Linked DNA regions of Mus musculus: region 1 is linked to region 2. A link is a contact called in public HiChIP or PLAC-seq data. All regions are on one chromosome and are shown on one strand. The core of a region is the stretch at or near the end of the contact, and the rest is flanking DNA. Distances in the headings are between cores, read along the strand shown.

Evidence for each region. HiChIP or PLAC-seq counts read pairs in DNA pulled down with a chosen protein or histone mark.
Region 1: a contact with region 2 is called in a FOXA1 HiChIP or PLAC-seq map of pancreatic cancer cells. The contact joins two enhancer-like sites. A contact is called at or near these places in 1 of 39 promoter capture datasets (stem cell-derived epiblast-like cells) and 2 of 115 datasets of contacts at active chromatin or transcription factors (bone marrow-derived macrophages and pancreatic cancer cells).

Annotation. Positions count from the first base shown.
Region 1 is chr13:17,704,208-17,706,907 of GRCm38.p6, reverse strand. No RefSeq gene overlaps it. Among named protein-coding and RNA genes, the nearest start is that of Mplkip, 10 kb to the right of the region's middle. Within about 2 kb of position 1,282, at least 45 of the 459 cell types and tissues checked have an H3K27ac peak or open chromatin away from gene starts, as enhancers often do. A contact at or near this core is called in pancreatic cancer cells, where this site is marked.
Region 2 is chr13:16,846,084-16,848,783 of GRCm38.p6, reverse strand. No RefSeq gene overlaps it. Among named protein-coding and RNA genes, the nearest start is that of Gm25020, 360 kb to the left of the region's middle. Within about 2 kb of position 1,368, at least 24 of the 459 cell types and tissues checked have an H3K27ac peak or open chromatin away from gene starts, as enhancers often do. A contact at or near this core is called in pancreatic cancer cells, where this site is marked.

The sequences.
Region 1 (2,700 bases), core at 33-2,532, 860 kb before region 2:
AATGTGGCCAAACACACTCACTCCACGTTCATTCTGCAAACTTCACGCTTGAGTTTGCTATCTCACCTCAACCAAATTCTCTATCAGGTCAGCATGTTTGGGGTTGCGAACACCAGAAAATTTAGCTAAAAATTATGCAAGAATCTCTTCTATTGCTAGAGATCAGGCTACAGATACGGCCCACCAGGACTACTGCTTTGTAGTTATTTTGGTTCAGTTCTTTTTGTAATGCTCCAACCCAGCATAGTAGCAGTTCTATCCGAACAAAGCCCTTCTAGGGCAAGAATTGTCCAGAAAGGAGCTATTTACATACCACCAAAACAACTGATGAAAGCAGGAATGTTATTTCCATAACTTGAGCTAAAGTAATAATGAAAGGTTACCTGTAATAATTACTAAAGCTATCACTAAAGAAAAAAAAAAAGACTAGAAAAACTGAGACCCATGGGACATTCTAAACAGCTCCAATCAAACAGGTGGATAGGCTAACACCACTATCCTCACCTGAGAAAGCAAGCCAACACATCCATCTGACGGGTGCTCCTTTGTACAGTTCACGGCAAAAATTAAACTGGAATAAAGTACAAATGGGGAATTGGCAGATTCTGATACCCATGTCCATCTAACAGAAGACAAATACTAGAAGACAAATAGTCGACAAAAATCTCTCAGAGCGCTGCACCTTCCAGTGAACATGTCCACAGAAAGCCAAGCAACACACACACATGATAAAAGTTATGTAGTTACAGTGCATCAGAATTTCCGAGTTGTAAAGTATTTTTAAAAGATTGAGTGTTTTGTCTGCATGCATCTGCACCATGTGTGTGAATGGTGCTTGTATTAGTGCAGGTGGTAGCACTGGATCTCCTGGGCCTGAGCTTAAGAGATGGTGTTAGCTGCCACATGGATGCTAGGAATCAAACTTGACTCCTCTGGAAGCCAACCAGTGCTCCTAACTGCTGAGCTATCTCCAGCCCCAGAGTTCCACATTTAAAGGTCTCCTCCCACCCCTCAATGATTGTTTACTCTATGTTGATACTGGGAGCTAAATTTTTTTTTTCTGCAAAATCTAAGAAAATTACTTTATTTTTGCCTTAATGTGTTCAAGTGTTTGGGTTTGAGGAATCTGCTATCTTTTAAGTGTTCCCTTATACTTCTGCTTTGGCCAAATCTTCCCTGAGGATACCAACTACGATTGAGGGCAGTTTCCCAGCCTGTGTAAATATGGAGCCTTTAGTCTTAAGTATGTGTTTGGAATTCTTTCACCTTCAGATCATTCTTTTTTGACTCATCAAACTATATTAACTCACTCCTTGCTACAGTCACTTCCTGATTCATTCTTTTTACCCTCCCCAACCCACTCAGAGGCTTCCCGTCATCTTTTCTTATTGTTTTCTCATTCAGTCACCTTTTATGTAGTCTTTCAAAATCTTAATAAGTGCTGCCGAACGATTTCTGTAGATGGCTCAGCAGCTAAGAGCACTGGCTGTCTTCCAGAGTCGTCAAGTCTGATTCCCAGCATCCATGTGGCTCTTAGAGAAGAGTCAGGTTTGATGCTCACCCACGTACTGGCTCAGAACCATCTATAACTATGGTTCCAGAGAATCTGATGACTTCTGGCCTCCAAGGATACCAGGCACAAATGTGATATACAGACACACATCCAGGATAAACATGAACCACACTTAAACCAGGACTACTATAATTACATACTTCTTGCTCACTGTTCAGCTATTCCTATGTTTAACCCAAAAGCTCTTGTCAATATCCAGCAGACAGACCAGGAGGTCATTGGGTCCCTTTGTTTCATCTTCCTTCCAATGTTGCCAATGAGTAAATCTACTCTTTACCATCACATATCCTTTTATTTGACATTCTAGATCCAGGGGTAGCTGTATGGAGTCTCTAGAGCTCAGGCTTCACCCTGAAGATTTTAGAAACAGACTCTAATGCCTTTTCATGATTAATGCCTCCAATTCCTGAGTACTTCCAGTTGTTTCCTTAGATCCTTTAGACAAAGCTTAGATTCAGAATCCCCAAATATTGTTTCTGTGCCTGCATTTATTTGGCCATTGTTGGGGAAACACTGAAGGATGCCAACTAGTTTCTCCTCATAAACATTAACCTATATCCTAACGTTGCCAATGACTGTGTGTACAGTGGTTCATAAATTCTAAAACATGAACATGTTTTTGTATTTGTTGCTAGGGTTGCTAGGTAGAAAAACCACAATTTGGCCTAACAGCAGATATTTTTTCACAGTTCTGGCGGCTGGAAGTCCAGGACTAAGTCAGCAAGAATGGTTTCTTCTGAGGCTAGTCTCATTATGAGAGGTGACTATAGCCTATATTGTAAAAGTACATTTGGATTTTATACTGTAGTCATCTACATATACACCATCTGAAGTATTTAGAGTCTTAGAAAAATCCCAGCTTGTCAAAAAACCTCCCTCTAGCTCAATTCTCTCTTCTGTAGCACTATTTGTTCCTCAATGAAAGTTCTACAAGAGTGAGCAGCTTTTTATATTGTGCCCTTTATCAAGAACTGAACCTGGCATACCTTCTTCTCTATTTAATGAGCAAACACCAACCTGTGTATACAGATGTTAAAAGACAAGTGCAAGATGGGAAATGGGTCCTTGGATATCAAATTAGCATAAAACCAGAATATAACTGCACAGAATTAATCAAAGACATCCAA
Region 2 (2,700 bases), core at 119-2,618:
AAGAAGCCCAAGTTTTTGGCAATTAATTGAAATCAACAGTGCTATGTCCCCTGTGAAGGCTTCTGGGTGAAGCCCTGACACACACTTCCCAGCTTCTCCTATGGCACTGTTATCCATCCTTTTGCTCAAGGCTCTCTCTGTAGTACAACGTAGTTCTCTGACTCTGCTTTCTCCCTGTTCTACTCATGAACTATCACATCTCCCCTTGCCTCCCAACAGGACTCTGTAGAATCATTTCAGGCCCACTTATGTTCAGAAGACTCTCATCTCCAACCAACTACAGCTCCAACTAGAATAAATCCATAAGTACTCAAGGAGCTAAAGGGGTCTGCAACCCTATAGGTGGAACAACAATATGAGCTAACCAGTACCCCCAGAGCTCGTGTCTCTAGCTACATATGTAGCAGAAGATGGCCTAGTCGGCCATCTCTGGGAAGAGAGACCCCTGGTATTACAAACTTTATATGCCCCAGTACAGGGGAATGCCAGGGCCAAGAAGTGGGAGTAGGTGGGTAGGGGAGTGGGGGGAGAGGGTATGGGGGACTTTTGGGATAGCATTTGAAATGTAAATGAAGAAAATACCTAATTAAATATATATATATAAAATAATAAAATGCATTTCCCTCAAAAAAAAAAGATAGCATTTATGTGTCACAGAGTGACACATAATGTCAAATATTGTGTTTTTCATTATACTTTGCACAAGCTTTGTATCTGCCCATGATCACCCGTGGAGTATTTCCTCTATTAATTTCCTGCTTATTCAAGTGAATTCTGCTGTGACTCAGCATTGTCTATTAAATTTCAATTACTTATATCAGTTGGGAACACTGGATACTTTGTATATAGGTAGTTATCCACCACAGGTGAAACAGGTCAAACAGATCAGAACTGGTTTGTTTGCTACCTGGAGAAAATTGTAGCTTAGAAAGAGCCCCGTGTGACAAGTAGTTTCTATTAGGCAACCTCAACCGCGTTTACTATGAGCCTCACCTCCCCTACTTCAGTCATCTCCACTCATCCCATTTGTGAAGACGTGAAAAAGAGGCTCTATGTTATCCCCTTTGGCGGATCTCAGGGCAAAATTTACAGTAGTAAAAGCAGAGCTCGAAGGTAGAGAGTATGTAGCACAATCGCTTTTGTGAAGTTCTTGGAAGGCTCTCTCAGAATAGCCTCCACTTTTATTTTATACTTTTGGCAAGTGGTTCTGTAGAGGGAATGGTGCAAATTTTCCCCTTCTGGGACGTTTGATGACATCTGCAGTCATTATTTTTTATTTGCCTAAGTGTGGCAGCACGATATAGTGAGTAGAAAGGAAGTGGGTTTGCTACTGGCACCTAGTCAATAGAAGCCAAGAAGACTGATAAGCATTCCAGAAGGCACAGCACAGCCCTTACAGCAAGAAATTACTCACCAAAGTGTCATGCATGCTGATAGGATATGCAGGATACTGTTTTAAAGTAAGCCAAGATCTGGCTTGGAAGACTTGGTATCTGACTGGCTATTATGGCTACTTTTGTTTTTGTTTGTTGATTGCTCTCTCTTTCTCTCTCTCTCTCTCTCTCTCTCTCTCTCCTGTGTGTGTTCTCTCTCTCTCTCTCTTCTCTCTCTCTCTCTCTCTTTGTGTGTGTGTGTGTTAGATTATCTAAGTTTAAGGTAGTAGATAGGTAGATTTATTAGAGTCTTGTGTGATCCACAGAAAAAGCTTACAATATGGAAATTCTTGTTTTGACTTCATGCAGCGTTTCTAAAGTAGAAGACAAAATCTGATTAGAGGTGGTGAGGGAATGAAGAAAGGACAGATACTCAGACATGTATGCGGAAGACCTTGAGTCAACATGGCTGTGTGTGCTCTGGTGGAACAGCATCCTGGAACCTCAGCACATTCATGATGTACAGCATAGCAGGAGGAGTTGGATAGTCTCAGAGTGAGGCCTCTGCATTTCAGCAATCTTGGGCTGTAAACATCCAGGAAATAGGAAGTTGCAGTTAGCTAGTTTCCTCACCCAGAGGCCAATTGTTCATGAACACTTGTAATTGCACGCATTCTCAGCTTTTGCACTCAGACCAGAGGAAAGCTTAGCCATCCCTCTGACCTCATCTGATATGTGTGTGGGAGACGTAAGTTATTTGCTATGGTTGTGTCCATATCAGCAATTTATGTTAGCTCAGGACATCTGCTCTTGACATATTTACTCAAGTCTTCCTCAGCATCCCACAGTTTACTATTATTGCTTATACATAAGGATGCAAATCATACATTTATTAAGGATAATCTAAACAGAGATCTTTAACTTGCCCAAGTGTCACTGGATGGGGTCAAAATCTCTTTTAGCTCTGGAACGTTCTGTAGGCTAAGGTACTCCTTTGATGAGATACTTTTTAAGAGCATTACTTTGACTTCTTCTGTTATGTCTCTTTAATTTATGATCAGAATATGGATGTATAAAGATACTGTAAAGAAAAAGTTAGCAGTACTTTTTATGGATATTTAACAATCCCGGAATATAAGGAAGTAAATTGTTTCCAAACCTAACATCATGAGGTATACTGCACATTTCTCAGAGCTGTCTCCCACCTTGGGTATATTGAGTCTGAAGGAATGAATATAAAAGTGTCTCAGGTCAAAGGTCACTGAGCAGATCACAGCTACAGTCACCCATGGACCAACACATCCATGGGCATGTCAGCCGTATTCCC